2 separate regions of the Mus musculus genome follow, and region 2 is linked to region 1. The links are chromatin contacts, called in public promoter capture Hi-C maps. All regions are on one chromosome and are shown on one strand. The core of a region is the stretch at or near the end of the contact, and the rest is flanking DNA. Distances in the headings are between cores, read along the strand shown.

The links. Promoter capture Hi-C pulls out the DNA fragments that hold promoters and counts their contacts.
Region 2: a contact with region 1 is called in a promoter capture Hi-C map of pre-B cells, with 4 times the contacts expected there. The contact joins the promoter of Rpl23a here to the enhancer-like site in region 1. A contact is called at or near these places in 10 of 39 promoter capture datasets (the 3T3-L1 cell line, cranial neural crest, fetal liver and 5 more), 1 of 484 Hi-C or Micro-C datasets (CD8 T cells), 5 of 115 datasets of contacts at active chromatin or transcription factors (embryonic stem cells, extraembryonic endoderm stem cells, large pre-B cells and 2 more) and 1 of 9 other capture datasets (liver).

What each region holds. Positions count from the first base shown.
Region 1 is chr11:77,790,590-77,796,346 of GRCm38.p6, forward strand. All of the region lies in intron 1 of Myo18a (myosin XVIIIA), which reads left to right. Among named protein-coding and RNA genes, the nearest start is that of Gm10277, 4.8 kb to the left of the region's middle. Within about 2 kb of position 2,857, at least 277 of the 459 cell types and tissues checked have an H3K27ac peak or open chromatin away from gene starts, as enhancers often do. A contact at or near this core is called in CD8 T cells, liver, memory CD8 T cells and 2 more, where this site is marked.
Region 2 is chr11:78,180,017-78,185,773 of GRCm38.p6, forward strand. Rpl23a (ribosomal protein L23A) reads right to left here and starts at 3,568. Exons shown (of 5, transcript NM_207523.2): 1 at 3,503-3,568; 2 at 2,787-2,970; 3 at 1,401-1,577; 4 at 1,138-1,207; 5 at 919-981. The coding sequence starts at 3,527. The coding sequence ends at 967. It overlaps Snord42b (small nucleolar RNA, C/D box 42B), which reads right to left and starts at 3,097; the gene lies at 3,043-3,097. Tlcd1 (TLC domain containing 1) reads left to right here. Exons shown (of 4, transcript NM_026708.2): 4 at 1-804. The coding sequence ends at 314. It overlaps Snord42a (small nucleolar RNA, C/D box 42A), which reads right to left and starts at 1,330; the gene lies at 1,286-1,330. It also overlaps Snord4a.

The DNA of each region.
Region 1 (5,757 bases), core at 1,607-4,106:
GCTTCCTCAGGGTCCCTCTGAGCATGGACAGCTTGCCCTGAGCTCCAGCCTGCTCTTTATAGTTTCACTCCCGCTCTTCAAACCGTGCTGAGTTTTCTCTGTCTGTCTGGGACCAGTGCCTTTGAGCTCCAGGTCTTCTGTTTGTTTTCCAGTTGATAAGCTTACTCTGCTCTTTGTTGTCAACTGTCTTCATGCCTGTCTTGCTCCCAGCAGCCATCTCCAGTAAGGCTAAGCAAGAAGAGAGGCGCAGGATTTAAAGGCAGCTCTCACCTGCTATCTCCTGGTGTCATCCTTACCACACACAGGAGTTTGTGCAGACTCTTCTGTGGATTTCCCTGAGAAAATTTCCAGGCCCTGTGGTAGGATGTGCTACCAGTCAGACCCGCTCAGTGGTCTCACTCTTCTATGTAACCAGGCTTAGTAGGGCTTGTCTGCGTCACTGCAGCAGGTACCCAGAGTCCGTTGTCCTCACCCTCATTTTGTCCCATGAGGCTGTCTAGAGGGAGATGTCCAGTTTGGCCGTCAGTACCCCATGGCCGAAGTCCTGGCCAGCCAGGGACAAGGTGACTTCATTGACTTTATTTGCCCTTGAAATGAACCTTGAAGGTTTTGCTTAGGCCCCTTTCTGGGAGTCCTGCAGCCAGTGCTCTGGTGGGAAACCCTCAGGCCGCTACATTCCAGACATCTTACCCAGTGCTGGCCCGAGGACTGTGGAAACAAGGGCGGATTGTGCTGGGCTGAGGGGCTTTCTCCCAAGCCGGGGCGCCTTGGGGTGGAGGCTGGCTTTCCTTCAGTCTCCTTCCAGCCCTGTGGCATCTGGCTTCTGCTCATTGGCTGGATGCTAATTGTGACTGCTCTCTCTCCCCCATTTCTTTTTGAGGCCCAGGGAACAAGACTCCACACATGGGACAAGGGTGTAAGCAGACTGTGGGCAGGGGCGGGGGAGGACAGCAGCAAGTCAGGGACACCCTCTGAAGGACGCTTGGCCAAGAGTGACCTTAAGCAGCCTGGAGGGGGACCTCCTGGGCCAGAACTGACCAACAGAACACACTGCAAAATAGAAATGTCCTGTGGTCACGTGGCCTCTGAACACTTGGAACCTGGCTTGTGCAACAGAGAAGCAGAACTTTACATTTTACTTGATTTTAATTTAATACAAAATATCCCTGGTATTTTTAATGTAACTTAAATTTAAATTGCTTTCGTGGCCAGTGGCTACTGTGTGGAACACTACAGCTCCAGATGGCTCCTAGAAGTGTGGGGTGGGGGCGGGGAAGCAGTTCTTACTTCTTATCTCCTTCTGCAGAGAGCTCCCCCCACCCGCCTCCCCAGGCTGAGCCTGGTGGCATTTCTCCTTCCTGTCAGGAAGGAAGGTTTGTTCTCTGGCAATTTCCCCACTTCACCAACTCTGGAATCCTGATGCCCTAGAGACAAGAGGTCCCTGGCAATGTGCCACCACACTATGGCAGTATTTCCCCGCCTTGCCAAATGCGACTCTTGCCCAGCTTGGTAACACACAGGTGCTCACAAGCCCAGTGGGTTTGGCGGGCTCTGCACGTGGGGGTGGGGGCGGAGACCAGGTAGGCAAAGCAGAAACCTCTTCCTGCTTCTGTGGGGACTGGGCTGGCTTTGTTGTTACTTCAAAGGGTTCTAGAAACAGGCCCAGGAAGGTCCTCAAGAAGTGAGCACACAGATCTTCAAATACAGGATCTGTGTGCCCCCCTACCCCCCGCCTCTGTTTAGGGGAACCTGAGAGTGCCTGAAGGAGCCTCTCTGCCTTTAAGAATGAGGATGCCAGCTTTCACACCCTGGAAGACCTTCCTTGGGCTTTATTAAATCAGTGTGGCCAGCCCTTAAGCTGGTTTTCCTTTATTCTTCTGTGGAAATAGAGAAAAGCGGTCGTTTATATGAAAAGAACACAGTGCTTCATTGTGCTTGTTCTCGAATGTCAGCCAGACAGGATGGGATGTGAATATAGTGAATGCGGTGTAATTAGTAGACTCAGACCCAAGTCTCCCTGAGATTTGAGGCAGAGCCTGGTGAAACCGTCAAGACAGGTCCTGGGCTTTGGGCCTTGTGGAAAATTGGAAAGGCAGAGGCAGTTTGGAAATCCCCAGAGCCAGAGGAAATCCCCAGGGACTGAGAATCCCCAAAGAGAAACGGTACCCCCGGAGCCACCAATCAGGTAGTCTTTCTATGTATCCAGGATCTGACGGTTTAGTTTTTGGGGGTAGACACCTGTTCTTGTAGAGCAGAAAAAAATGGTGCGCTCGTACACAGGGTTCTGAGCAAACCTTTGGATGTGTAAAACTGCAGTCTGGTGGAATGGAGGGCCGGAGTGGCCGATCCTTGAGTCTTTGGGACAGAGATCTGTGACTGCCCTCCCTATGCCCACTGACTCCACTTACTGCTTGTCTGAGGCCGCTCGCCACTATAAAACTCAAGACGTGGCTTAAATCTTTGAACTATAAACTCAGGTATTCATTCATTCACTTTTCCATCAGTAAACACTTAGTAAACATCTACGTGTTGGTGCTATTTCAGGTACAAAGGATAAGTTAGTAATGAAAAAAAATATAGGCGCCCAGCGCATTTTTGCACCTCCATTGCCATCTCTCTCCTGGGTAAAGTGAGAGGCCATCTTGCTGCTGCAGCCCCCCTGAAGCCTCAGCTCCCCAGGACGCTTTCTGGGGGCGGGTCCACCAGAGGTGAAATCTGCAGCCTTGGCTGTGCCAGCAGGTCCATGAGAAGGGGAAGGCTGCCCTCTGCCGGAAAATCTGGGGACACTGCAGGGCGGAGTGGCTCTTGAGTTCCTAGCGCATGCGCTGAACCTGGCTCCACCCATGCGCTGGCGGCTAGGCGGAACAGGAAGTGCAGTGATAGTCAGGTCTGAGGCCGATTTGGCCACTACGGCTGCCCGTGTGTGGACTTTTCGGACAGTACAGGTTTCCACTTACCAGCCCTCACCCTCTTGAGGTCATCTCTCGGCTTCTTTAAGGAGTTTGGCTGCTTCCCTTTCAGTATCTCTTGATCACTTAGTGTCATTAAAATATGGAGACACCCCTGCTAAAGCGTTTTCTGTAAATGCTGTGTTTAAAGCTGCTGTTGAGGAACCTCAGCCGTCCTCTGATGGGGTGCACCTGTCACGATTGGTGGCTGGCGCTCCCCTACCCAGGAAGCAGAAGTTCTGTGGTCTCTCCCAAGTCCTTAGGGCTGAGTGCTTGAAACAGGGCTCCCTAAACTTCCCTAAACAACAAGTTCCATTTGTTTTATTAGGTACTGTAAATTAGTAATACAAACATGTCGTTGGTACTCATTTATGAAAAGAGTGTCAGTAGATTCTTTTTGTAACTATTTTTATTTTATGTGCATTGGTATTTTACTTGCATGTATGTCTGTGTGAGGGCACCAGATCCCATGGAACTGGAGTTAAAGATGGTTGTGAACTACCATGTGGATGCTGAGAATTGAACCTGGGTCCTCTGGAGGAGCAGTCAGCGTTCCTAACTGCTGAGCCGTGTTGCAACCCTATAGACTCTTTCACATTTACTTACTGTTATTTGTATGTGTGTGTTAAGCATGAACATGCTACAGCACACATGAATGAGAGTTTGTGGATTCGCTTCTCTCCGTCTTGTGGATTCTGGGATCAAACTCAGATTGTCCAACGTGGTGGCAAGTACCTTTACCCACTGAGCCATCTCAGCCTGATGGACTGAGCACACACACACACACACACACAAATGCTATTTATTTGTTTAAAGACAGGGACTCACTGTGTATCTCTGCCTGGTCTGGAACTCACTCTGTAGACCAGACCGGCCTGGAACCTGCCTCTGCCTCCTGAGTGCAGGAACTAAAGTCGTGGGCCAACATGCCCAACTAAACGTGTGTGTGTGTGTGTGTGTGTGTGTGTGTGTGTGTGTGTGTGTGTGGTGTATGCACATATATATGTATATACATATATATTTATTTACAAGATCTTCAGGAGGAACGAGGGACAGCTGGAGCAGGGGAACATGCTCTCCTTAAAGTTTTAAGGAGAACCTCAGTTTTAGTGTTTCCACCCTATGTATTTTCTGATAAACCTACTATGTGTAATAACAGCACTTGTGGGCTGGTGAGATGGCTCAGTGGGTAAGAGCACCCGACTGCTCTTCCGAAGGTCCAGAGTTCAAATCCCAGCAACCACATGGTGGCTCACAGCCATCCATAATGAGATCTGACTCCCTCTTCTGGAGTGTCTGAAGACAGCTACAGTGTACTTACATATAATCAATAAATAAATCTTTAAAAAAAAAATAACAGCACTTGTGTGTCTGAGTAAGGTCACTGTGAGTTGGAGGCCAGCCTGGAGTACTATTATAGTGAGACCCTGTCCCCCAGATAAATAGACGAAAAACAAATAAAGCCCCTCTCTTTTTATGGATGAATAAAAAATAAATAAATAAACCCCCCTCTCTTTCATGGCCTGGCTCCAAACTGCACCCTGTGTGGCTGACCCCTCACCAAGAGAAGTTCTCACCCTCTGAGCCTTCCCAGAGCTTCCTTGTGCCCGTGCTGGAGGAGCGCACTCGTACTTCAGTTATGACTGTTGGGGTGTATTTGTTCTTTCCTCTGCTGGTCATGTTTTTTGGGGAGGGGAAGTCAGAAGCTAAGTCACTGCCACTCACCCATCCTTGTATGTGCCTCGTCTCTAAGCAGAGTCCAGGAGTGGGCGAGTGATAGGTTACCATAACAAACATTCTACCCATGCCTGCTCAAAGGACAGTTCTCCAGAGATGGAAAAGAACCAGACTGTGTTTCCCCATAGCATTCCCCGTGGGATGTTACACATGTAGCACTACTAGCTGCAGGGCCAGCTTCCCCCGCCTCCTCCAACTTCCCATCTGGCTTCCCATGGCTCTACTCAGCTCTCTACAGGGCCAAGGACCTCTCACCTCATCGATTGAACAGCACAGCAATGCAGAGCACTAAAGTTTTGGCCCCCTGTGGATATCCTCTTTCCCATTCCATCCAGCTTATTACTGTACCTTCTAGATGAGTTGGGTAAATCCAGTGGCTTGCTGAATACCTACTGTGTGCTTGGTGTTAGAGAGTAGGATAGCTTTGAGTAAGTCTTTCAGGAAGATATAAAATTAAGTATGCCCCCAGCACCAATAACCAGAAGAGTGACTTATTCAAGTTTGTGTATATGTATGTGTGTCTAATGCTGTGCTGGATCTTAAACACAGGGCTTCAAGCACACTAGGCAAGCACTCTACCACTGAGCAACAACCTTCCAAATTAATTTTGATGAGTAAAACTGAATTTATTAGGGGTTACTTACAGAGTGATGGACATGGGACAGATGGACACAGTTTTCTTGAGGTCACCACTCTGTCCCCAGCATCAAGGTCCTACTTTATGTGGCTCCAGTCTGCAATGTAATTGTTGTAAACCTGGGCTCTGAGTGCTGCCCAGTGTTTATCTTCAGGGCCAGACAACAAAAAGGCACAGGTCAGGGAAAGCTGTATGCTTGTGTGTATTCCCTGTTCCCTCATCAGGGTTTCTGACCATCTCAACCATCACCTAGCTGTCTAGCTGTGGGTACATGGCGTGATTTGCTGTATGCAGCCTGCCATGTAGAGCAACTAGACAGCAGCTTGCATGCAAGGTGGAGTTGACTGTGGCTAGAGGACCAGTCTCCACAGATGGCAAATGAAGGAGGCGAAAGTGGTCCTGATGGCTTAGACACATGACAAGAACTGATGGCCA
Region 2 (5,757 bases), core at 2,318-4,817, 390 kb after region 1:
TAGAGGTCAGCAACATCTTCCTCACCTTAAGGATGATGATGAAGATAAACAATGCTCAGGATCTCCTCCTCTACAAGGTCAACAAGTATATCAACTTGGTCATGTACTTCCTCTTCCGATTGGCCCCTCAGGCCTACCTCACCAAGTTCTTCCTACAGTATGCTGGCCAGAGGACCCTGGGCACATTCTTGTTGGCCATCCTGCTCATGCTGGACTTGATGATAATCATCTACTTTTCTCGCCTCCTCCGCTCTGATTTCTGCCCTGAACGTGCACCCAGGCGCCAACAAAAAGACAAATTCTTGACTGAGTGAGAAAGTAGAACCCAGGACTTGTAAAAGGGATGGCAAGCACAGCCAATTGCTCTGTAACATAAACTAGTACTCTGCCCCAAGCTTGGGTGTATTCTGGGGCCAGCCTTTCCACCTTAAGCTTACACCCACACTATTGAAAACACTAATGAAAGCTCTCTGAAGTCCTGTTCTTGGGCAAGGGTTGAGGGAAGCAGACCAACCGGTTGGGCATGGCTAAATGGGTGAGGACAAGACACTGTCCAAAAGCCTGCCAACCCATACTGCCCTGAAATGGATGCTGACAATTCTAAAATAACCCCTCTGCTCTTCCAAACCCTGGTATTGGTTTCACACCAGCCTGTAGCAGGGAAGGAATTCTTGTAAAGCTTGTCCTTTGAGCCTGTGATGGAGCAGTGTCCCAGGAGAACCAACACCTGTCTATAATAAATGACCCTGGTACTGAGCTAGCATGGGGACTGCATCATCATGTGTCCCCATTGGGTTAAGCAAATCAAGTCTTAATTGCTCAGAGCTGAGAAAGCCCTGGGTTTGATCCCAGCACCCACCCCGCAGCATGGCCTTGTCCCCAGCCCAACTAGAAAGCGACAAATGACAAGCAGCATTATTTATGGTGAAAAAAGTATATATTTAGAATTAGCCATCTGGACTCAGTTTAGATGATCCCAATCTGAAAAACAAAACAAAACGGAGCTGAGTTACTGGAGCTGAATTCCTTAAGGTTAAGTGTGCTGGGAGGACAGGACAGGGAGGGCGGGGCTTGTTAGAGAGTGCAGTCAGATTTGCTGTTGATGCAGCATCTAAACAGAGAAATGATTATGCTTACCTTGTTGGCAACATCTAGGGCATCATAATCAGGAGCCAAGCGAACATACGCCTTCTTCTCTCCGTCGGGCCTGTGTGGAGAAGGAAGCCTCAGAGTTAGATGCTCACAACCCCTGCCCTTCCCACACCCTTCCCATATCCCTCCTCAGCATCAGTGGTTCCTTTGTTGGTGTCATTCTTTTCCAAACATTGAGTTTTCCATCATTTGCACAGAGCTTAAGTAAAGGCCCACAAGCTTTCTGATCTCTGCCTGGCCCAACTCACCTTATCAGGGTATTGACTTTGGCCACATCGATGTCATAGAGTTTCTTGACAGCCTGTTTGATCTGATGCTTATTGGCCTTGACATCCACAATGAACACAAGAGTGTTGTTGTCCTCTATTTTCTTCATGGCTGACTCCGTGGTCAGTGGGAATTTGATGATAGCATAGTGGTCAAGCCTAGGGAGAGATGGGAGAGGAAAATGGAGTTAGCTGCCCTGGTGCCAGCATTCAACACATGGTTTACTTTAGAACCAGACTAGGAAAGAATAGGTGCATCAGACAATAGATCACAATCATCTTTATCAGACTTTGGTCGCTAAATAATGTCATCACATGCACCCAAACCACTATGGGCTCAACTTCCCATTTACAGTCAAATCCTGTATATTCTCTTGACTAAAGAATCAAGTTTAATTTATGCATTTATCCACTGGAGTTCCACATTTACTATTATGAGACCAGATCAAATAAATAACTATAGAGAAAATTGTGCTCAATTGCTAGAGGTTGGCTACACCCCAAGAGTGTAGTTGAGGCAGGGGCTCACAATACAGCACAAGCTAGCCTGAAATCCAAGAGCCACACTCACTCACACCCGCCCCTCTGATCTGAGACATGAACCCCAAGATGACCTTGGACTTGAGATTCTCTAGCCTCCACCACCCAGCATTACAGAATAACCACCAAGCATGGTGAAAACAATGCAACTCTAAAATTGGCCTTGAGCTATCAGGAAACAACTTTTTCTTAAGATTCTGAAAAGCCAAGTTTTTACTTATGCAACTGCCAAGTAATGACTCAAAAATTCTAGGTACAAATAGGCAATGAATTGTGTCTGGTGAGTACTTCCCCCATAGACAAAACACTTTTCAGTAAGCATTCTCTCAAACTTCCTTTGAGTAGCGTCAGAATTTGATCAATTAAGTGTCTTTCAGGCTGGAGAGATGGCTCATCTGTTGAGAACACTGACTGTTCTTCCAGAGGTCCTGAGTTCAATTCCCAGCAACCACACGGTGGCTCACAAATGTCTGTAGTGGGATCCGATGCCCCCTTCTAGTGAGTGTATCTGAAGACTGCTGCAGTGTACTCATGTAAATAAAAAAACAAATAAATCTTAAAAAAAAAAGTGTGTTTCATAACACTATTCGAAGGCCATCACTCCCCAATTGGACATCTTAATCAACACTCTCCTGTGTTCCAACAAGTCCCCTATCACTTGGAACCAAGATAAGCAACATCTCTTTGAAGTCAACTTTCAAACACTGACTAAATAACCTCACACTTCCACCGCACCAGCTCCTTCAACAATTGTGTTTTATAAGGGAAGCTACGTTAAGAACTCCTAATGCCCTACTACATGCTACTGGGTCCAGGGTCCCTACTGACTTGTTTCTCCTGGGCGCACTCTTCCGAGGATATTTTGGCTGCCTCCGGAGCCGCAGGGTCTTGGGCCGCCGGAAGGTGGGTGACGTTCGGATCTTCTTCTTTTTGTGGCTGTGGACGCCTTTCAGCACCGCCTTCTTAGCTTTCAAGGCCTTCGCTTTGGCTTCGGCTTTGGGAGGGGCAGGAGCTGGGAGAGGACAATTAAAATTAAGTGTGGCATTCGTAAAGTGACCCCTTCCGGCCGTCCTGCCAGCATGTGCATCAGTGGTTCCTTTGAAGACATCACAGGTCTCAGGAGACTTCAGATTTTTTCCATCATATGCACGATACCACAGGCAAAGATAATTAACCCGTTGTACCATCACGTGGGTGCGTATAACCCCATTTAACGTGGGGAAAGGGCGAATAAGGACTACTTTTAATCCCTTATAGGTCTGGAGACCCGGAGCGCCACCCTGTGGATGTTAAGGAGCTTCCCAAAGTCAAATGCTTGGCCATCAGTGGCGGCCGCTGCCGGCCCGGTGGCTTTGCCAATCCCCTGCACTGGAACCAGCCCATGCGGCTTGGCCCACGCGGTCCTCATACCCCGCAGCGGGGCCTAGTCGCGACAGTAGCCACAGAACAAGCCCCCCATGGCTTAGCCGGGCATTCTTCTTCCCCGCGAGTTCGCTCTGCGGGTATCCAAGACCGACCTGACAGATTCCCATACCGCAACATACCTTCCTTCTTCGCTTTCGGCGCCATCTTGGCTGAAAAGGATGGCCCAGCCCAATTCCCATGAGCTTATAGAATGGAGGCTCATAAAAGTCTCGCGATAGCTTATATATAGCACTGATTGGATGAACTGTAATATGAGGCTTCTTGGGAATTGTAGTTCCATTTAATTCCCTAGAGTGGGAGACCAAGCATGCGCCACCTTTCCCTTTGAAAGGGCTTCTTGGGAAATGTGGCGTTTTTTGGTTTGGTTTAGTTTGGTTTTCCGACACAGGGTTTCTCTGGGGGAATTGTAGGTTTTGGCTTTTTGTTTTTGTTTTTTTCTAAAGATTTATTTACTTTATGTATATGAGTACACTGTAGCTGTACAGATGGTTGAGTCTTCATGTGATTGTCAGGAATTAATTTTTTTGTTGTTTGTTTTCTTGTTTTTCGAGACAAGGTTTTTCTGTGTAGATTGGCTGTCTTGGAACTCACTCTGTAAACCAGGCTGACCTCAAACTCAAATCTGCCTGCCTCTGCCTCTGCCTGCGGAGTGCTGGGGTTAAAGGCGTGCGCCACCACTGCCCAGCATGAATTGAATTTTTGGGAACTCTGCTCACTCCAGTCGGCCCCGTTTGCTCTCTGGTCCAAAGATTTATTTTATTTATTATTATACTTAAGTACACTGTAGCTGTCTTCATTTGTTCCAGAAGAAGGTGCCAGGTCTCATTACCGGTGAGCTATCATGTGATTGCTGGGATTTAAACTAATGACCTTCAGAAGATCAGCCAGTGTTCTTACCCTAGGGTCCCTAGGTTTTGGTTTGGTTTTGTTCTGTTCTGTTTTGTTTCGTTTTGAGTTGTTCTTTTCGAGAGAGGGTTTCTCTTTCTCTAGTTCTGGCTGTCCTGGAACTCACTCTGTAGAGGAGGCTGGCTTTGAACTCACCAAGATCTACATACTTCTGACTGCTGAGTGCTTGGATTAAAAGGCCTGTGCCAACACTACGTGGCCTGAGTTGTAGGTTTTTTTTGTTGGTTTGTTTGTTTGTTTTTTGTTTGTTTTTTGAGACAGGGTTTCCCTTTATAGCTCTGACTGTCCTGGAGCTCATTTTGTAGACCAGGCTGGCCTCGAACTCAGAAATCCGCCTGCCTCTGCCTCCCGAGTGCTGGGATTAAAGGCGTGCGCCACCACGTCCGGCTTGAGTTGTAGTTTTTAAAAGAAAAATGTTTATTCCCCTAGGTCTAAAACAGTGGGTGGTTATAGCATCTGGTAGCTGTGTTAAGGTCCTTAAAATTTCAGTTCGTGAGCAATTTCTAGTCTTAGGGAAGAAGTTTGCAGTGTCAGAAGCCTATAACAGTACCAACTGGGAAGAATACAGTTTAAGGGATTAGAAGGACTAGAAGGACGGTCAACACTTAAGATCATGTAGTTCGGGCTGGTGAGATGGCTCAGTGGGTAAGAGCACCCGACTGCTCTTCGGAAGGTCCAGAGTTCAAATCTCAGCAACCACATGGTGGCTCACAACAATCCGTAACAAGATCTGACTCCCTCTTCTGGTGTGTCTGAAGACAGCTACAGTGTACTTACATAAAATAATAAATAAATCTTTAAAAAAAAAAAAAAAGATCATGTAGTTCTCTTTCAGAGGACCTGGTTGGATTCCCAGAAGTCATATCTCTGTGGACACCTGTACTTATGTGCACATACCCGTACACAAACTTATTATAAAGGATTTTTAACAGAGGCAGGCAGATTTCTGAATTCGAGGCCAGCCTAGACTGCAGAGTGAGTTCCAGGACAGCCAGGGCTATACAGAGAAACCCTGTCTTGAAAAAAACAAAAAAAGAAAAAAAAAAAAAAAAGGATTTTTAAGCCAGATGTGGATTATACACACCTTTATTCCCAGCAGTTCAAGCCCAGGTTGGTCTACATAGCAAGTTCCAGGACAGCCAAAGCTACATAGAGAGATCCTGTTCCAAAAACAAAACAAACAAGCAAAAACAAAACCCAAGCCGGGCGTGGTAGCCCACGCCTTTAATCCCAGCACTGGAGAGGCAGAGGCAGGTGGATTTCTGAGTTTGAGGCCAGTCTGATCTACAAAGTGAGGTCCAGGACAGCCAGGGCTATACAGAGAAACCCTGTCTTGAAAAACCAAAAAAGAAAAAAAACCAGGGAAAATATTTTTTGTTTTGTTATTGTTGTTTTTGAGACAGGGTTTCTCTGTGTAGCCCTGGCTGTCCTGGAACTCACTTTGAGACCAGGCTGGCCTTGAACGCAG